Linked DNA regions of Mus musculus: all the other regions are linked to region 5. The links are chromatin contacts, called in public capture Hi-C and promoter capture Hi-C maps. All regions are on one chromosome and are shown on one strand. Each heading gives the region's core, a stretch centred on a gene start, on an enhancer-like site or on the middle of the called end of the contact. The rest is flanking DNA. Distances are from core to core; before and after follow the strand shown.

Evidence for each region. Promoter capture Hi-C pulls out the DNA fragments that hold promoters and counts their contacts. Capture Hi-C pulls out chosen DNA fragments and counts their contacts.
Region 1: a promoter capture Hi-C map of adipose tissue shows a contact between it and region 5, with 2.3 times the contacts expected there. The contact joins the promoter of Capns1 here to the promoter of Zfp780b in region 5. A contact is called at or near these places in 1 of 39 promoter capture datasets (second pharyngeal arch cranial neural crest) and 2 of 9 other capture datasets (adipose tissue and liver).
Region 2: a contact with region 5 is called in a capture Hi-C map of macrophages, with 8 times the contacts expected there. The contact joins the promoter of Zfp260 here to the promoter of Zfp780b in region 5. A contact is called at or near these places in 4 of 39 promoter capture datasets (cranial neural crest, hippocampal neurons and liver), 1 of 484 Hi-C or Micro-C datasets (uterus), 1 of 115 datasets of contacts at active chromatin or transcription factors (large pre-B cells) and 2 of 9 other capture datasets (adipose tissue and macrophages).
Region 3: a promoter capture Hi-C map of liver shows a contact between it and region 5, with 6 times the contacts expected there. The contact joins the promoter of Zfp14 here to the promoter of Zfp780b in region 5. A contact is called at or near these places in 6 of 39 promoter capture datasets (cranial neural crest, hippocampal neurons, liver and 2 more), 1 of 115 datasets of contacts at active chromatin or transcription factors (bone marrow-derived macrophages) and 1 of 9 other capture datasets (adipose tissue).
Region 4: a promoter capture Hi-C map of pre-B cells shows a contact between it and region 5, with 3 times the contacts expected there. The contact joins the promoter of Zfp146 here to the promoter of Zfp780b in region 5. A contact is called at or near these places in 7 of 39 promoter capture datasets (the C10 cell line, the HPC-7 cell line, cranial neural crest and 3 more) and 1 of 9 other capture datasets (adipose tissue).
Region 6: a contact with region 5 is called in a promoter capture Hi-C map of hippocampal neurons, with 2.8 times the contacts expected there. The contact joins the promoter of Zfp382 here to the promoter of Zfp780b in region 5. A contact is called at or near these places in 3 of 39 promoter capture datasets (cranial neural crest, hippocampal neurons and liver).
Region 7: a promoter capture Hi-C map of hippocampal neurons shows a contact between it and region 5, with 5 times the contacts expected there. The contact joins the enhancer-like site here to the promoter of Zfp780b in region 5. A contact is called at or near these places in 5 of 39 promoter capture datasets (frontonasal cranial neural crest, hippocampal neurons, liver and 2 more) and 1 of 9 other capture datasets (adipose tissue).

Annotation. Positions count from the first base shown.
Region 1 is chr7:30,193,748-30,196,627 of GRCm38.p6, reverse strand. It overlaps Capns1 (calpain, small subunit 1), which reads left to right and starts at 1,475. Exons shown (of 11, transcript NM_009795.4): 1 at 1,475-1,622; 2 at 2,527-2,750. The coding sequence starts at 2,542.
Region 2 is chr7:30,093,646-30,096,519 of GRCm38.p6, reverse strand. It overlaps Zfp260 (zinc finger protein 260), which reads right to left and starts at 1,444. Exons shown (of 3, transcript NM_011981.4): 1 at 1,309-1,444.
Region 3 is chr7:30,049,862-30,052,670 of GRCm38.p6, reverse strand. It overlaps Zfp14 (zinc finger protein 14), which reads left to right and starts at 1,275. Exons shown (of 5, transcript NM_178733.5): 1 at 1,275-1,326.
Region 4 is chr7:30,168,283-30,170,993 of GRCm38.p6, reverse strand. It overlaps Zfp146 (zinc finger protein 146), which reads left to right and starts at 1,253. Exons shown (of 2, transcript NM_011980.4): 1 at 1,253-1,335. It overlaps Gm5113 (predicted gene 5113), which reads right to left and starts at 1,119. Exons shown (of 3, transcript NR_157376.1): 1 at 780-1,119.
Region 5 is chr7:27,977,777-27,980,476 of GRCm38.p6, reverse strand. Zfp780b (zinc finger protein 780B) reads left to right here and starts at 1,320. Exons shown (of 6, transcript NM_001081021.1): 1 at 1,320-1,387.
Region 6 is chr7:30,120,452-30,123,328 of GRCm38.p6, reverse strand. It overlaps Zfp382 (zinc finger protein 382), which reads right to left and starts at 1,397. Exons shown (of 5, transcript NM_001081007.2): 1 at 1,253-1,397. The coding sequence starts at 1,295.
Region 7 is chr7:30,008,567-30,011,299 of GRCm38.p6, reverse strand. All of the region lies in intron 6 of Zfp568 (zinc finger protein 568), which reads right to left. Among named protein-coding and RNA genes, the nearest start is that of Zfp568, 26 kb to the right of the region's middle. Within about 2 kb of position 1,394, at least 80 of the 459 cell types and tissues checked have an H3K27ac peak or open chromatin away from gene starts, as enhancers often do. A contact at or near this core is called in hippocampal neurons, where this site is marked.

The DNA of each region.
Region 1 (2,880 bases), core at 226-2,725, 2.2 Mb before region 5:
ATGTGTCATCATGTTTACTGTTGGTCTGAGGGCATGAAGCTGGCAGCCTCTTCAAGCCTTGGGTGGATGTGAGGACAAAGAGGTCTTCCCAAATGAGAGATGTCTGAGCTCTGGTCCAAAGTGGAGGACACAGACAGTCAAGTCCAAACACAGGAGTATTTGTAGGCAGAGGACAGGGCTTATGCCAGCGAGTTGAGCCTGAGGTCAGACTGCTCAGTGTGGCAGGGAGGGGTGTGGCAGAGAGGGAATCCACATTAGTCATCACCAAATGATTTATCCGCTAAGGCTTAGGCCTGGGTCGCCACCCTCTGTGCTCCCGCCTTTTAGAGTTTCCGGTTTCGACAGGTTAAATCTTGCTTCACACACACACACACACACACACACACACACACACACACACACACACACACAGGTTTGAGCAATGATTACCTGGCCTGGTCCCAGCAAGCCCTTAGGTGGCGTTAGTGCAATTACGGTCTTGTCTGCTGAGATCTTATTTGACTGATTATCATATTAAGTTATCGGAGATTCTTTGAACAGGTAAAGCAGACTGGTTGTTTAACCTCAGTTTACTTATACATAGAATGGGGACAATAACAGACCTATCCCACAGGCCTGCTTCGAGGACACACAACCTAGTGAGTGGAGAGTATTTAGGGACCGGCAGGTATTTGTCGATGTTGTTTAAGGATGAGCAAGAGTAAACGAGCTAAGGGAACCAGGTGAGCTCCCAGCTGAGGGAACAACATGGCGACATAGGGACTAACAGAAGAGCTGCCATTTACTATGTATTTATCACTTAATTCTGATAGGGGCTTACCCTAGTGTCCTCTAGGGTCTCATGTAGCCCAAGCCGGTCACAAACTTGTTATGTACTGAGAATGGCTGCCTGCCCTCACCTCCCAGTGCTGGTTTTACAGGTGTGTGTCATCACGCCTGGCTATGTTCCCGCCTTACACATGAGGAGGTCATTACTCAGAGACACCAGGTCACTGTTTTAGGGATGAGCAATAAAGACTCAAACCGAGGTTTATATAGTTCCTAGGGAGTGGCCAGACAGCCAGACTAGAAGCCCAACAGCGACCTGGGTGAGAGGCACAAACTGATGGTAAACTTAAGATGTAGATTCCTAGCATTCGGGAAACAGAAGCAGGAGGATTGTTTCAAGTTCGAGGTTAGCTAGGGCTTTAGGTCATCATTTAGAGGATGTTTAACAAACCTCTGTCTCAAAGTGCACAATGAATGAATGAATGAATGACAACTGAAGTCCTTTTTTGCAACTATATACTGCAACGGTGACCGGGTACCCTGTATCTAGTTCCTGGAGGCTCCAGTACCTGGGCGTTAGAATAATTTATTCGTACTCAAAGCTATTTAATCTGGACAGCGTTGAATTTCCAGCAGTGTGTGTATGGGGACGGATGAGCTAAGCAGAGACTTGCAACCATAACCCTCCCGCGCAGGCGCAGTCTGCAATGGAGGCTCTAGGACCGCGCAGACGACGGCTGGGTGGCGGCAGGGTCTAACCCGGAGTAGCTGCCTGAGTCACCGGCCCCGCCCTCCCGAACCGGACACAGCGGAGGCCCTGCAGCAGGCGAGCAAGACCGCGGACCGCCGGATCCGTAAGTGAGACGGGACACTCCAGTCCAGCACCCCTGCACCCTGTAGATCCGGAATCCGTAGTCCTCAGATCTGGCGAGACCCTAAAGTCTTGGCCCTTGGGGGGTCCTAGGACCGGTGTTCTCAGATTCGAACCATCGGGCCTGTCAGCCCCTCCAGAACACTCCTTACCATCCCGGATCTGACGACCAAAAAATATAAGCCCAAAGATCAGAGAGATACCCGGAAATTATTTTGGGCGTCTAGAACCACAATCCGAGATCGTGGTTCCCATTTGCGGTGGGAAGAACTCCGTTATCCAGGATCCTCCGGGCGCACAGCCATAATTTTTGGCCGGAGCCCACAGATCCCGTAGTGACAGTGTAGTCCCTCTGTCGAGAGTATCTGAATGTCTTAATCCACATTAGGAACTTCCTGGTCAGCCCTGGGTCATCCCTACCCTGAGCTTAATTTTGGAAGGCCTGGATCTGAGACACGTTCGGTTTTACACACCTTAGGGTTTCTACACGAGAATCCCCTGTTTTCCCGCTGCCTCAAGACAGGGTAAAGCAGGCAGGCGCTGTAGCCGAGGCTGGCCTTGAACTGGTCCTCCAGCCTCAGCCTCCCAATTTCTGGGATTACAGTAGAGCGCTACCACGCACGCCCAGCTGTACCCCTGTCCTCATGCCTATATATATGCAGTCAAGCCTGGGCCAGGGTACTTTCTAGACCCTAGGAGGTTTCACATCTCCTATCACCTGTCCAGACCCCTAGCTAGAGGCTCTGTCCCCATCTCGAGGCCTTAGTTTCCTCCCCAATCTAGTTGCCGGAAATGCTTGCTTTTTTTTTTTTTTTTTTTTTTTTTTTTGCGGGAAGGGCTGGGCTCCTGGCAAGGCCACTACCCGACCCACCCCTTTTACTTTACAGGACTCAGCTGCGATCATGTTCTTGGTGAATTCGTTCTTGAAGGGCGGCGGTGGCGGTGGGGGAGGCGGGGGTCTGGGCGGGGGCCTGGGGAATGTGCTCGGAGGCCTGATCAGCGGAGCTGCTGGCGGCGGCGGCGGTGGCGGTGGAGGCATGGGACTGGGAGGAGGTGGCGGAGGCGGTGGAACTGCCATGCGCATCCTGGGCGGAGTCATTAGCGCCATCAGGTAAGGCGGGGCCTGAAGGGGCGGGGCGGGCCAAATAATAAAGACTCACTTAGAGTCCGACCTGAGAATTCTTAATTAGTCTGGGCTGATCCATACCGGAAAACTGGCCCTAAGGGGATTCTAGCGAGGC
Region 2 (2,874 bases), core at 195-2,694, 2.1 Mb before region 5:
TAATCCCAGCACTCAGGAGGCAGACGCAGTTGGAACATCCTAGTTTGGAGCAGCTTAATCTATAGAGCGAATTCCAAAACAGTTAGGGCCACACTGAGACTACCCTGACTCAGAAGGAAGGAAGGAAGGAAGGAAGGAAGGAAGGAAGGAAGGAAGGAAGGAAGGAAGGAGGGAGAAATGAAAGCAAAACGATGATGAGCCAGCTATAACAGCGCATGCCTTTAGTCCCAGCACTTGGGAAGCCTATCTCGAGAGTTCCAGGACAAGCAGGACTATGAACGCAGACCATTTTTTGTTGTTTGTCATGTTTTAAAGACTGACCAAAAACTACTCAGAAGAAAATCTGTATGTTAACAAAAGCTACTTGGTATGGATAAATCTGGACAAATTAGGAGTCTTAATTTGGAGCTGAAGGGATTGCTCAGTGGATAAGAACACTGGCTGTTCTTCCAAAGGACTCTAGTTCAACTCCCTGTACCCACATGCCAGCTCACAACTGTCTATAATTCCAGTTCCAGGGGATCCAATGTCTTCTTTTGGCCTCTGCAGGTTCCACGTACACATATATTCAGGCAACACACACACACACACACACACACACACACGAGCCCTGTCCTTTGACAAATCAGAGTGCTAAATTAAATAGCTTTCTTGACCTCTCTGTGCTAAAGGGGGGACAATTAATTACCTTACTGATTCAATCCCATCTGCAGCAGTGAAAAGTACATTCTAAGGGCTAGTCCGTAAATTTGGGACTACTCAAAACTAGCTCATCTGGTTTTTCCAAGTAGCAAGTTAATGCCTACAGATGTGTAGGCATCCAATAACGAGTTATTGGAAATCTTTGTTACAAAGAATATTTTTCAAAGGAACGTTGGTTTCATTTTTTTACTGTAGACTTGTTTTGATTTTTAAAAACCAGGTTTAAAACTACTCACTCAATTATCTTTTTCCCTTTCCTGTTTTCCAGAAGAAAAAAAAACACCTCGTTTTTATTTTTAAAATAAATGCGACATGTATTAGAAAACCACCCCTGTATTTTTACAAACTTGAAACCAGTTTCTCGCTCACTCGAAACAAACCAAAACACACCCTTACACGTATGCTCACCCCGCCCGCAAACCCACCCCGGTTTCTGATCTCCCCAGCCCCCATCCACCCAAGTTCTCAGCTCCACCATCACAGTAGGCGTTTTCGCCCCTTCAGGCATCCTCGCCCGGGCAGGTGGGTAAACCCTCCCCCACAGCTCCTTTGCCTTTACTCAGTCTGGGAAAATCCCGGTCCTACAGACCCCGAAATCAAACTCACCCAGACAAAGGCGACGATGGCGAGCCACGAAGCCTGCGCCTGCGCACTCCTTCAGTGAGCTAGCACTCCCAGAGGTCTCTGCCCACCAGGGCTCTGAACTAGAGGATCTTTTTCCATTCTAGTCTCTCTCTTTCGCTCTCTTTTTAACTGTGAACTACATTTCCCAGAAGTCTCAGGGGTTCTAGTTAATTTCCCCTCCACTCTCCCGAGAACTTTTCCCAGTGGATAAGTAGTAAAAGGTTGGAACTCAGATACTACCACTTTTACACTGTGTTACCGCAAAGGACAATGGTGTGCCAAGGTGTGTAATGAGTGCAGCTTAAACTCACAGAATAGGCTTTTCCTTGCCTCCAGGGCGAGATTCCCAGTAAGGCGCAATCCTCTGGGTTTTACGGGAGAGGACGCCATCTTGGCCACCGTGGCGCACTGCTGAACTACATTTCCCAGAAGGCATCTCAGGCTGATAGTTGGCAGCTCTGCAGAGAGTTGTATCAGACTCTGGTGTTAAGGAAGCGATTGCTACAGTATCACAAACTGAAGCCAGGCTGGAATTGAGACTGATAATTGGGTTCAGACTAAACAATCAGGAAAATGAACTATTGTGAAATTGTAATTTTTGTAGCCGTATGTCCTAGGGTTGTGACAGTGTGTAACAATGTGGAAAGCAGTATGCAGGTGAGTTGTGGGGTCCTGTGGGAGGTTTGTTAATGCGTTACCTGAGTGTTAGGTCCCAAAACTGGGGCAAATGGCTGAGATGCCTGTTAACATATCAAAGCAGCTGATGGCCTGGTGAAGGTGTTACAGCTCTAAAGGGAAAGCTATCCTACAGTTGGGAGCCAAGGAATACCACAAAGTCACACCCTACAGCAAACCTCGGGAGAGATGTATTAGGAAAGCCTCAAGAAGTTGGGTGCCTTTGCTTGGGAGAGAATCAACAAAGAACAGAACAGGAGGCAGGCATTATATAGGGTTTGGGGGGAAAGGAGGCGGGGCTTCCAGGGCGGCCTGGGATTCTTCCCCCCGCCCCCGCCCTTTTTTCCTCTATAGAGTGGATCTTGTCTGTATCTCAAGGGGCTGGAAACAGCCTTCTCAGTGGTAGAACAGTCTAGAAGGCTGGCCCTGAATACTCTTGCACATCAAGGGACTGGGCCAGGCCATTAGATTAGTATAGAGGTGGGGCCTGGCTACCTGTGCTTGTCCTGGGCTACCCTGCCTCCTACCCTGAAATCTCCCACCAGAGTTGGGCTGTCCCTTCCCCAGCTTCTCTTCCCTATATAATCTAGCCCGTTTGACCTCTTGTCCACCATGCTTGGTTTTCTGCTCTCCTGACCTCTAGGCTTCTGCCTCTCTCCTTATCAAACAGCCCAGTGTGAAACCAAAAAGGTGCCACCGTGAACTGTGAGCTAAATTCTTGATCCTGGAATATATGACTGTCCTTATGGCTTACCAATATGTCTTACCAGATACCTTCCCAGGTACCCTTTTACATGATACATTCCCACACCCACCCCACACACAGCCTTGAGCCCAGCCCCCCCTTCTGTCCAGATTTTTAACAGCCAGTTA
Region 3 (2,809 bases), core at 26-2,525, 2.1 Mb before region 5:
TTGTCACGTTCCTAAAACTAACGTCCCAACGCTGGGAATGTTGACGGATGCCTGTAATAACAGCGCTCTGGAAAGAAACAAGAGGATCGATGAGGATCTTTCAACATCCCCAGCACCTATTACAGAGACATCCTGGCTGATATACCTTGCCCCCCACTATCCCAAACTCTGTAGCCCAGGCCTGGGCTTCCCATCTCCCAGCTTCTGTGATTCCTGTATAACCCAGTCATTTTGGGCACAAGGTCCTTTTGTTACCTCTTGCCCGCTGCACTTGGCCTCTTGGCTTCTAGCCTGTCCTACACCCCACCCCCTCCCCTCACATGGCCCCATTTAGTCCGGCAGTCATGGCCACCCTGGTTACTTTCAGACGCCCCTGCCAGTGCTCTCTCTTAGATCTCAATCCCTTGGGAGCAGTCATGTCCTCCTTTTTTTTTTTTTTTTTTCCATTCATCTTGAATTTGCAGTCTGCATGCTTCAGTCTCCTGAAGACCGGATGAGGCCTGGCACAAACACAAGAAAATGTTAGAGCAGTGGTTCTCAACCTCCCTAAAGCTGCGACCCATTAATACAGTTCCTCATGTTGTGGTGATCCACAAGCTATATAATTATTTTCGGTACTACTTTATAACTGTAATTTTGCTACTGTTAGGAATCCTAATGTAAATATCTGTGTTTTCTGATGGTCTTAGGTGGTCCCTGTGAAAGGTCATTTGACCCCCAAGGGGGGGGGGGATCTCGACCAACAGGTTGAGAACCACTGTGATAGAAGAAAGCATAATTATCTTTCCAGTCTTAGAGGTCTTGGCTTCATCTCCAGTTTGCAAAACAAAACCTAAGGCCAATACCAACGACTAGACCAATATACACAACGGCTAGAAGGGACAGTGGGAGAAAGCAGAGGCAGCGGGAACTCCAAGGAGCCTGAGCAACCTTTCCCTGGGTAGATGTGGGACTGCACCTTTGGAGAATGTATTTTACTGAGTTCCCTGATCATGCCTACACCCTCGCTGGGGTGAGAATATGCTTATCTCACATATTAAGCATGTGATAATGTGATGATGGTGTTCTCAGCCCTGGTAGGGCAACGACACAACCCCCAGCCCAGTGAGCTAGGTTTGGGGTGGGGATTTGGGGGCAGAGGGCAGCGGAATCTCCTAGCCCTTCCAGCTGGTCCAAGATCACACCCAGAGGCCTCCACCCATCACAGCCCCGAGCACGCTTGCGCACTCCGCTGCGTTGGCCCAGTCTTTCCCACCATGGACTACATTTCCCACAGGCCTCTGCGCAGCATCCTTCCGGCTGCTTAGCGCCGGTCCGCTCTGAGAGGTGAGTTGGTCCCTTGCACTGAGGAAATTGTCGCGGGGGCAGCGTAGGTTTGTCTTTAGTTGGCTTGAGAGACTTGGAGTCGGTGACGCTGAGTGGACACCGCGTACCCCGTTGCATCCTCCGTCTTCCCGCTGCAGAGCCCAGAGGCCCAGCATGGCTCTGAGTTCTGTGTGTGAACCTCAGAGTGAGGGCCCTCCGTACAAAAAGACAGCGCAGCTGCCACCGCAGGGCTGCTTTGTACGCGCTCCCTCCCCGCCAGGCAGCCCCGGTGGCCGTCGCCTGTCAAACCTGCCCCTCCGGTGGCGGCCAGTGTCCTCTCCATCCGCGGCGCTCCATTTCCAGTAGGTTATGTGTGTGGAAGGGCTGGTCGCGAGGGGTGTGTCCCCAGGCTACCAAGCCCGCACCTTCCCGGTTTGACCTTTTCCCCAGACTTGTTCATTTTAGGGAAGGCGAGGGAATAAAAGCAGGAAACGATTGTTGTTGCATACATAGAGACCCAACATTACTGCGGAAAAAAAAATAGCCTAACTTTCTTCTTTCTCGTTGTCCTATGAAGTGTACTCCTTGTTTTTCCAGGCATGGGGACATTTACTCCTCATTACTGTGAAAGTGAAAATGAAGTTAGCTTGGAAAGAAGCAGCGGTTTGGTGTTATCTTGGTCAGGGTAGAGGAGACAGATTCATGCAGACTGATAGTAAGCATCACTCAGAGATTATGTCTCTGATTAAATGCGGGTCCAGGCCCTCTTTGTGTGGTTACAAATGTCTTTTGTATTTTTTCTTTTTTATGTGTGTGTGTGTGTGTGTGTGTGTGTGTGTATTTGTGTGTATACACATACCAGCAGAAGCCAGGAGAAGGTGTCTGATTCCCAGGAACTGGAGTTATAGACGGTCGTGAAACACCATGTGAGTACGGGGAATCACACTTGCATCCTCTGCTAGAGCAGCCACTGCTCCTAGCAGTACAGCTGTTTCCAGCCTCACAGGTTTTAAATTTTTAACATGTTCGTTTTTTACGTATGTGAGTGTTTCTGTCTGCTTTTCTTTCTGTGCACCACTGAGTGTGACTGCGCCTGAGGAGCCCTGAAGAGGGCATCGGATTCTCTGGAACTGGAGTTACAGCAGTCACGTAGGTGCTGAGAGTGTAACCCGCTGATCCATCTCTGCATTCCAGGCTGCAGCTTTCTTATCCACGAAGCCTGCTTTGCTAGTTCGTTTTTAATTACTGTGGAAGATTCCTTTGCTAAACCACGCTTCTTACCAGAATAGCACGTTTTGTTCTTGTTTTAAACAATTTGTACCTATACTGACCAGGAATTCACTGTAACCCATGTGATCTCAAATTTGTGGGTGATCCTCCTGCCTCAGCCTCCAGGCTGCAATGTGTGCCACTGTGCCCAGCCAGAATAACACTTAATCTTCAATCAATCTCTGTCTCTTTTAATCCCATTTTAGCAACAGCAGCCAGGTCTAAACCCCTAAAT
Region 4 (2,711 bases), core at 4-2,503, 2.2 Mb before region 5:
CATCTGAGAGGTTTTGGAAATGCTTGTCTCTGAATTCTGTAGGAGCTTGGATTACAGGATAATTACAAACACAGTATGACAACTGACTTGTGCCACAAGAACTTTACCCACCTAGGCATCCCAGTCAGTTTGCTTGCCACTGTGGTACAATCACTTCCCTAACATCCCTAAAGGTCCTCCTTACATAGTCACAATCACACATGGTGGCACGCAGAAGGCACAGTACTCTGCATCATCCAGCCATAACTGAACATTCACTCAGGGGCCAGTCACTCTTTAGCAAAGATAGTCCACACCCGCATACACACAGTATTACACACTGTCACAAAGTCCTCCTCCTTCTTTCTCCCTTCTCTCCAAGAACACAAGGATACTCACGCACTGCCGACGCAGAGCCACGGACACAGAACACTGCACACAGTACTACACAAGGTCACTTAACCCAGAGATACACAGTCACAGCTACAACTATATCCACACAACCCCAGGAATAAAGGTTATCGAGCACACAACACACTACAGGACCACGGGATACCACTTCCACAACCACAAGATCCCGGAACACATAACATCACATATGTTTGCACAGCAACAATCAGATATACACCTTGGAGACAGGTGATTACAACAGCACACTACTTGTAAGCACTGACAACCGGTCACCACCACAATCAAAACCACAATTAGAATCCCGCAGCCCAGTCCTGCTTCAGCGTGCACAACCCCGTTCAGGACACGCCTGTTCCCCACCCCCGTTCAGTACTCCCCAGACCATTTACCTTGGGTCTCAGTAGAAGGCGCGCGCATCCTGCTTCAGCCAAAGGTAAAGGTTTCATCAAAGTTGAGCTACAATGTCAGCTCGCTATGGACTCTGGGAAACGTAGTCCATAGCCACATCAGCCCCGGACAAAGATGGTGTCCTTTCACCTTGGGGTCTGGGCTCAGTGTATTATTGAGACGCCGCCCGTGAAGTACCAAAGAGGAAGTCCCCACTCCAAACATCTTACCAGGCGTGAGCTTATTTGGGTCCAAGTGACAACAATCTACTCTAAGAAACCCCAAATCACAAGAGGCGGCCAGGTTTGTGCGTGGGAGACGGATAAGCAACCCGCAGTGCCTTGTGGGAAGTGTAGTCCAAAGTCGTAAAAGCAGTATTGCTGATAATAGACAACAGCCTGGCTAGGCTTCAGTGAACAAGCCCTGAGATGTCGCGGAGACTTCTGGGAGTGCTCACTCACTCCCTGAGTGCGCAGACGCAGGGGCAGCGAGTGGACATTTTGGTCTTTGTCCGCGGGTCAGCACGGCCGTCGTGTCCACGTGGCGCCAAAGTAGGAGGTGGGATCTGGGCGTCCTGGGTCGGTGGGTTCGGGAGGTTGGAGGGCAGTGTTTCCGATCTTTGGAGGTGTAGCGCGGGGTTCAGGGAGTGGGCTGAAGAGCATTGGATCTTGGTGAAGGCGGAGGTGGGGGCCTCTGAGGAAAGCTTGAGCGTTTGAGACCGAATTTGACTGCAAAGTTTGACCCACTATTTGGAATGATTGAGTGGGTGTGGAGCTGGGTGTAGGATTGTGGGTGGCTATGCTTCACGAGGCAATGAGGAGACCCATGTTGAAGTATCACGTCTGCGCGGTAGTTCCCGAGTCGAAAGTGCTGATAATTATAACGGGGCCATCTTCCCGAAGAGCATCCGTTTTATTTGATTACTTGAAAGGTGGGATGAAGCTAAGGGTTAAATACTTTTAAAACTGTATTTATTGATGGTGAGTTTTATACGCAAATGCATTTCGTGATATGTGCAGAAAGCCTTAGTAAACATGTTTAGATTTTAAAAGACGATCTGTGTACTAAAACGCGGTTGTTTATGAATGGAGGTAGAATACAGATTACTCTGTCATGCTTAATTAAGGAAACATTTGGTTTGGAATTGTTTGTCCCGGGGGTGCCAGCCATAGACTTCATTTCTGATTTTTGAGGTACTTTAATAGAGCTGTTAGGCAAATTCGAGTTTCGGTTTGAAGAGCGTCATTTCACTAAAAACCCAGGATTAAGGGGTCTAATTTAGATTTAGGTTAGGCACAGTTCCTCATTTAAAGCATATATATATATATATATATATATATACATTTATTTGTGTGGGCATGCTTGCCACAGTCGGTTCTGTCCTCCATCATGTGGGTTTAGGGTCGGAATCCAGGTTGTCAGCCTTGGAAGCAAAGCGCCTTTGCACACCCCCCCCCCCAAGCTCTCTCACTGGTCCATGTTTTTAGTTTTTTGAAAAAAACTTAGTGATTACTGTGCTATATCGTAGATGTCATAACTCCTTCACGAGTACAGTTCTGTGAATTGTGTAGCACATGTGAAAAACTACTTCTCCCTGCTGTGGCAGTCATTAAAGACATCCGCAGCTTTGGCTTTTCTCCTAATGGTAAAAGTTAAGCAGTACCTGATTAAGATTTGCAAGTGGGTAGCTTTCAAATTTATGAATAGCTGCCACTAGTTGATACATTGTAAAAACAAAAAACAAAAAAACGAAACAAAAGTAGTTTTTTAAATATCACTGAAGCTGGACACATACACACCTTTAATTCCCAACACTTGGGAGGCAGAGGCAGTTGGATCTCAGAGTTTCAGGACCCCTTAACTACACAGAGAAACCCTGTCTTGAAGAACAAAAACAAAATGACAAGAAATCCCCCAAAGAAAAGCAGCTAGAA
Region 5 (2,700 bases), core at 71-2,570:
AGGGCGTCAGATCTCATTAGGGATGGTTGTGAGCTACAATGTGGTTGCTGGGATTTGAACTCAGGACCTTCAGAAGAGCAGTCAGTGCTGTTAACCACTGAGCCATCCCTCCAGCCCTCACAATTTGATCTCCCCCCACCCCCACCCCCTGCTTCTTTTCTTATTTATTAGATATTTTCTTTATTTACATTTCAAATGCTATCCTGAAAGTTCCCTATACCCTCCCCCCTGCCCTGCTCCCCTACCCACTCACTCCCACTTCTTGGCCCTGGCGTTCCCCTGTACTGGGGCATATAAACTTTGCAAGACCAAGGGGTCTCTCTTCCCAATGACGGCCAACTAGGCCATTTTCTGGCTGTCATTCTTATTACTACCTTATTACTTACCAGGCTTTCCCCCTGCTTCGTGCCTGAAGCTGCGCTATTAGTACTTTTAGTTTATTTTAGTTTTTAGGGAGGGTTTCACTCTATACTTGTAGCTGGCTTCAGTCTCACACACATGCAGTGAGCTGTGCCTCCCCTTTGCTGGGATAAAAGGCATGTCTTACCACGCGCAGCCATGTTTATTATACTTGATGACTTGGCCTCTTTATTTACACTGGCAATGTTGTGTCCCCAGTCTGTCTCGATTATCAAATCAACCTGAGTCTTCATTACGGTCACTCGTAATCTTCTAGAGTACTGAACTTTAACATATTTTCTGTAGTTGATACTCGGTTGAGTCTGACTTGTTTTCAAATCCTCCTTGTTTTCATCCTTCAACGTGAGGTAAATTACTGTCTAACGGACACGACTCAGTTGAAACTTTCTGATGTGTTCCTCACTCACCGTTTTCTATCTAGGTAACAGGGACCCTGAACTCAGGGAGGGTCCAGAACACCTGGCTGTCTGAAATCGCTGATGTAAACTATCCACGTTTAACACCAACAATTCTTTAGTTTAGTCTTTCCAAATTTACCATAGTCCCTACCAGGTCACAGCGAGGTGGAATCCCACTCAGTGGGACTCAAGTCACTTATATCCCATTCTGATCTTACTTCCTGTTCTGCTTGTCAGTCCGCTCCAGGGAAGAGAAAAATCAGTGGCGCGCAGAAGCGGAAGTACCTTTTGAGCACCACACGGGAGCTTTTAAAGGCTGTGCCTTTTTGGAAAAACCCCTGACACCACCAGGCGCAGCTCCCAGGTGGGCTGGTCCCAGTAGCAAGCTCGGATCGCCCTGAACCTCTGAGCTCTGGGCTTCCCGGAGTTCCGCCGCAAGGACTACATTTCCCAGGGTCCACCGCACCGGAAGTAACGGATCGAATTCCGGTGTCGTGTATCGCTCCCTTGAAAAGTCAGGTTTTTCTCGTAGGTGGAAGAAATCGCTCTATGGCCTACGTCCTCACAGAGTAAGATCGGAGCCAGCATGCTGGGTGTGGGTGTGGGATGGATGTTGATATTTGTGTGAGTGTGTAGGGGCGGTGATGTGTGTGTCTGTTTCTCTGTATGTATACGCACCTTGAGCACTCTGCATCTCCTGTGTCACTATGCTTGTAGCTTTCTGCTCCTGCTTTCTCTTGCAGGCACAGGGGCTGAAGCAAGGAAAGATCAGGTGCAGAGTCTGAAGGGAAGCTTCCTTTGAGGTACATGAGTAGCTGAGGCCGGAAGTGCCTCCGAGGGGCCCCTAGGGGGATAAGATCCCTAGGTTTCCCTGAGCTGTAGCAATGCGAGTGTTGCGGGAAGGGAGGGAAAGTGCTCATTGAGGATGCTCTCAGATCTAGTTTGGGATCTCAGGCTTCCTTGGGCTCCCCACAGGCTCCCCATTTCGGCCATTATTCCAAAGGAGGGCTAGAGAAGCATGAGATCTTTATTGCTACTCAGCTAAGACTCAAGGGCGAAGTTTGTGCTTTCTCTCCGTGTGAGAAACGAGGCTTTAGGTTTAGACTATAGAATTGTCAGTAAATGAAGGAGTAACAGACAAACTGATAGCTCCAACTTTGTGGCTCTTACATTGTTCGTTCTCCTCCCAATTAGTATTCTCACTATTGTTTCAGTGATCCTTGATATCTCTCAATAATCAGACCTTTCCCCTAGACTTTATAGATAAGAATCTCCAGAGGTTAACCTTAGGAATCTCAAACTCAAACCAATTCCTATCCATGGCATCACATAGCAGATGGACTTTGATCTTTATAGACCTTCCTTTCAAAGCAGGGGGACTTCAGGGGTGCTGGTGCTGCTTGTATTTAATGCTAAATACTGGCTCCCAAGATCTGGTGTCCCCCCCCCCCCACCCTTCGCCATGAGCAGATCCTCACATACTCCAAGTGATGCTATGTGAACTTTGCTCCCCAGCTTAAAACCTGAGTTTAAATAAAACTAGCCACAGCCAGTTCCTGAGAGGAATAGAGAGAGGTAGAGTTTGAGTAACTGAGCTGTGGGTCTCAAGTAGGCACCACCAGGGGAGGAGAGAGAACAGAGGCAGAGCACAGGGGAGGAAAAGACTAGAGAACAGGAGGTCTCCAAGAGCTGGACCAACCGTTCCTGACAGAGTGATATGCCTCCCGGGGACACCAGACGGCTGGAGCAGAAGTAGCCCTGGAAGTTTGAAACAGCAAGGATTTGGGAAGTGCAGTCGAGCCAGTCGCCAGACTGTCATTTAGAGATATAGATTAGGGTCATCCCGCAGTAATTGCACAGAACCTAATAAATAAATATGGTA
Region 6 (2,877 bases), core at 148-2,647, 2.1 Mb before region 5:
CAGAAAAATCCACTTCCACAGATGTGCAGAACGTGGTATTTATGTGTGGAAAGTGCTACTCTTCCTGCAGGCTCCCATGCAACACCTTTCATCTCAAAACTTCCTATTTACCATCCTGATCCCAGGTTATTGGCCTCACCACGGGGAATTATGAAAATCTTACCTATTCCATTCCAACATTAGTATCTTTATATTTGCTAAGTTACTACTTCAAATTTTTCTCAAGCAGGCTTGCTGGTACTAATCTGATAATCAAATAGTACATAACTTCCAGGCTTGGTGGTGCACACACCACACGGAATCCCAGCAGTTGGGAGGTTAAAGTAGGGGGAATCACTGCCAAGTTTTAGGCCACCCTGTGCTACGAGAGAGTTCAGAGGCAACTTGGTATAGATAATGAACCTGTCTAAAAAAAAAATTACACATACGTGATCGCACAGCATACCTCAACCATTTAAATATTAACGGTACTACAAGCCAGGTGGTGGAGGCACATGCCTTTAAATCACAGCGGGGGGGCGGGGGGCGGGGGGGCGAGGGGGCGGGGGGGGGCGGGGGGAGAGGGCAGAGGGCAGGGGGCAGGGGGCAGAGGGCAGAGGGCAGAGACAGGTGAATCTCTGAGTTTGAGACCAGCCTGGTCTGCAAAGCGATTTCCAGGACAGCCTGTCTCGGGGGAAAAAAATCCCCCCCCAAAAAAATACACACACAAAATTATGAGAAATTACAGAAGAACACACACGTGTGCTTAGTGATAACCTTTCAAACATCCTTCAGAAAAATCAACCTACTGCTTCACATGTCATTCACGAGGACAGAACATGATAGAATTCCAGGCAAAATCACTCACAATCACGTTCACAAATCACTTTCAATTCTCCAATCTCCTACAGGAGTCATACCCAATCTAAAAATAGACGCAGGCCGCTATAACCCTAAGCAAAATCCCGCCATCCAGCTTTCACATCCAAGAAGATCGCGATCACTTTATGGCTCTCCCTCCCGCCCCCAAATAATCAGGATGAGCTGAGGGAGCCAAACCACAACATGCTCCCCACATCCTCACACGCAACGCTCGTGATGCCCAGGGACCTGTTCCCAGCGACAGAGTGTCCTCGAGTTTAACACGAAAACTACCCCTTCGGGTCACCGGCAGTCATCCTCGGTGTCACGCCCACGGGCCACACCCGAGGCCCTGTGCAGCCGTTGAGTGTCCCGGTCCCGCTTCCTTAACCTTCTTCCTCCCCAAAATTACCAGGCCTGGCTCGGCCTCTCGGTTTCCTCCCCGGTCTTCCCATCTGGATTCGATCTCTCGGTCGCCCTCCAGATCCGGAGCATCCACTGCGGTCCTCAGCCTCTCCCAACGTCTCGAACCGCCCCGCCTCCGCTCAGCCGTCTACGCCTGCGCACTCACGCCGGGGGCTCGCTCTCCCAGGAGCCTCCGGGGCGGCCCGTTAGTTGCCGCGCGCGCCTCTCCCTCGCCCCGCGCTTGCACCAGCGTCCCCTTGGCTGGGGCGGGTGGGAGTCAGCTGCCTGCTACGGTCTGTGGCCGCGCGCGGGAGTGCATGGCTGCGTCAGTGTGGGGTGTGCCCACAGGGGAGCTCTGAGACTGATTCTGATTAGGTTTGGGTGATTGAACGCGGACCGAGCGGTTTGCGATCCCATACTGTGACCAATTGATCTTGTGACAGCACTGTGCTTTGATCCTATTGGGACCGACGCAGCCCCCACCCCCTTTGACTTCTGAGTTTGGTAGAATTTCATTTTGACCACCCTAGGCTGAGAATTATGTCTTGTAACTGTCGAAAAGCGCGAGGGGTGGCCTCTGTTGCATTCTTGTTCAGTCTGTACGCAATGTCTTTCCCAAGGGTAATTCAGAGAACGCATAAGGTTTCTCTTCCTCCGACAGGGAGGTGAGGGTAAAGGGATGGCAATGAAAAGTTCCATGATTTCTTGGAATGTGTGCTGAGGTTTCTGTCACTGCCTCTGTCGCCTCACCGGTGACATTGCCAGACTACACAGCGTGGAGTGACTTGGCTATTAAGGAGAAAGTTGGTATTTGAAACCTAGAACGACGATTCAGGTTTAAAAACCACACAGCCTTGTATGGAGATCTCACAATGGGAGTCGTCGTCGTCGTCCCCCCCCCCCCCAGATTGAAGTGCAAGCGAAGATAGGATATTGAAGTTCTAAGGATAGGATTCCAAAGATTGTTTTAGAAGTTATGTGTCATTAATAATTTTCCAAGGATTTATATCCAATATGATGCATTAATCAGTTATTCCATAGACGAAGCCACACCGATTGATTCTATTTTGGACCAAATACTGTTCCATCTGAAAGTGCTACTTAATCTCAATTGTATGATTTTCTTGTGAAGGAAAACCCTACTATCAAAAAGGTTATTGTATTGATGAAATGCGATTTTTAAAATGTACTAGACTTTGTAGCTGATTCGCTCTGTTCTTAGTGCAGGACTCTGTCAATTTTTCAACCCATTTCCTCACGTTGTTCAAAATAGATTTCTTTCCCAATACTTTAGGAAAAAAAAAATTGCTAAGGCTGGCCAGTGGTGGCACATGCCTTTAATCCCAACACTTGGGAGGCAGAGGCAGGTGGATTTCTGAGTTCGAGGCCAGCCTGGTCTACAGAGTGAGTTCCAGGACAGCCAAGGCTACACAGAGAAACCCTGTCTCAAAAAACCAAAAACAAACAAAACAAAACAAAAACAAAAAGTGCTTTAAATATATACAGGTTTTACTATGGTCACCCGTCCCCCCACCCCCACCCCCGATTTAGTAGTTTCACTGAGAAAAATATTTAATAACACAAGTTGTCCTAAATATTTAAACTTTTAACCCTATAAATATTGTTTGGCAC
Region 7 (2,733 bases), core at 145-2,644, 2.0 Mb before region 5:
ATCCCAGTACTGGGTCAGTGTCCTCCCGGCTTGCATAAGAAACTATTGTCTTTAATCTAAGGACATGTATTCTGCCTTGGTTTACCATCTGTGACATTTGTCATATACTAGGAAGAGTTAAAGATTCATGAAGATTGTTTGTTAGCCTTCTCAAGTGGATCTAATTAATTAGCCATGTTCTCTGTGTTTGGAAATCCCGTTTCCTGCTCCTTTCCCACGCTGGTGGGAGTGAACACTTGCTGCGCAGCCAGAGCCTGCCTCCAGAAAAGCAAGCTTAGGAACCCGCCATGCTCCTCCTGGTGTGAGAAACCCGCCACGCCTCCACTTGCAGCTCCCTTGGCCAGACTAGGGGACAAACAAGTACCAAGTTCTCAGTCCCTCAAACTGCCCATCCTCACTCACATGGCCCTGGGACAGCCTAACTCCCTCTGTCTGAATCTCCTTAGTCGTCCTGCAGTGCCTAGTAGCAAGAGCGGAAACCCTAAGTGCATCTAAGTCCCATTTCTAGCTGGAAGTAGAAGCTACTTCAGCAGCTGCTTCCAAAGTGTAACTGATTGCCTATTCCCATGTCACTGTCTAGGGTGACTCACTGTCCACTGACATAATTTAAATTTTAGGGTTAGGAAGCTAGCAGACATCAGCAGGCGTGGAGACCCCTCCCCCATGGCACCCTTCTCCGCTAGGATTTCCCACACTAGAGACTGTCCTAAGACTTCTTGGATAAGTCTTTATCCACCTCTGCCCAGCAGGAAAAGAACTACTCAATCCGCAAGTGTCTCCCCTCCCTCTCCTGTCATCTGGCTAAAGAAAAAAGAAAAAAACCAAAACACAAAAACAAAAAAACAAACCACCACCACCAATAACAACAACAAAAAAACCCCAAACCCTCAAGAATGTTAGCTGGGGCCCGCCAGTGTCTAAAGGTCCTCTACAAACTTGTTTTTCTAGATTCCTGCTCGTCCCCACTTCCAGGCTAACACTGCCTCCAGGTCACAGAGACAGCTTCACTGAAACTACTGATAACCATCCATCAGACATGTGTCACAGAATCTCCCCTTCTTCTGAGACTGACAAAAGGGACAGACTGCCATGCTGTGACATGGGCTGAGCGCTCCCCATCGTGTTGGTGTCTGTCTGCTCCTCTATGATGTTAGTAACTTTTAATAAATCTCATACATAAGAAGAAGAGAACAAGACATCGTGAATCATGCGGAAGAAATCTAAAACAGTGGTGGGAAACCACCACTCTTCCGCCCAGCTCACTAACAGAGACTATACTGGGCATACTTGGTACATGTAAATGGCTTTTGTGTTGCTCAGTTGTTAAATTTAGTTGGAGCAGAAGCAGCGCCAGTTAGTTACATGGGAACAGCGTCAGTCATGCTCCTGAGGCAGCTGCTGAAGCTCCCCGTGGGTCTGGCACAGGCGCTTTGCGCAGCTGGCACCATCTGTTATCTGCTGGTGCAGTCATCCGTCAAAATTACCACTGTGACCCGCATTTCCACGGCTCGCTGCGCTAAGCAAGGAAACTATTAGGATGGAATTAACAGCACTACAAATGATGAGTTTTCATAAACATACACCTCACGTTACCCAGCGACCCTTGCCTCTCTGTTCATCTAGTCAGGAGAGACGAAATGCTTCTCTGCATGAGGTGGATGCTCTGGTTGCTTCCTTGCTGACAGCCCCCAAACTGGAAGCTGTTGGGCTATTCCCCGACAGGTGGCTGGATAAGTTAGTTGTGGGAACACTGCTAATAAAAAGAAGCTACTGAGACAGCAGTGTGGCGAAAGCTCCCAGGATCTGAGCAAACAAAGGCAGCTGCCGCCGACGGTGCCCGATTCCACTTATGTGAAGGGCTAGAATGTGCAAACTAATCCAGGATGGAAGTTAGAACTGGTGACTTTAGATTGGAGTCTTCCGAGGAAAGGGGCAGAGGACACTGCTGGGAAGTGGACTAGACATTCTATTATCTCTTCTAAAGTAGACACATATGTCTGTGTGCAAATTTATCAAGATGCAGACTTAGGACTATGTAAATGCTTTCATTTTTAAAAAGGAAAATTTTAGTCTTTAAAGAAGATAGTATAGTTTCTGGAGTCCAGGATTGGTAAGGAACTAAGAGGAGAGAGGATGACAGCCTGACCTATGGAGACTATTTCAGAGCAAAAGTAGAGAGCAGCTAACAGGCTGACTTCTTGTTTTGTGTGTACAAAGCTTGGACGCCGCTGCATCTTCTCAGACTCACCCAAACAGTGCGGCCCAGGAGAAACTATCCCTCTCAGTTCTGCGACACGGGCAGACACGAGCCTCACACCAGACTAGAGCAGATACAGGCAGACATGAGAGTCACACCAGACTAGAGCAGAAGCCACAGAACACAAGGCATGGGGTAAAAACCCCACACCAGTGCTGATGCGTTCCTAGCCGGCATCCCTATGCAATGCTGAGTCCCAGTCTCAGGAGAGCGCTGCCACACACTTTCAGGAGTTTCTTTTTATATATAAACAAATTGGATTTTATTTAAAATATAAGGGGTTGTTATCCATTTTGGTTAATAAAGTTGGCCTGTAGTGTTTTAACAGGATTTAGTGCGATCACACAGATTGGCATGCCAAGGGCATTTTGAAAGCTAAATACAAGAATCAAGAGATTGCTTAGTCTGTGTGGCTGAAACATTACACCCAGCAACTTCCCTCCCTTTCTCTACAAACCCTCAGGCAATTCCACAGT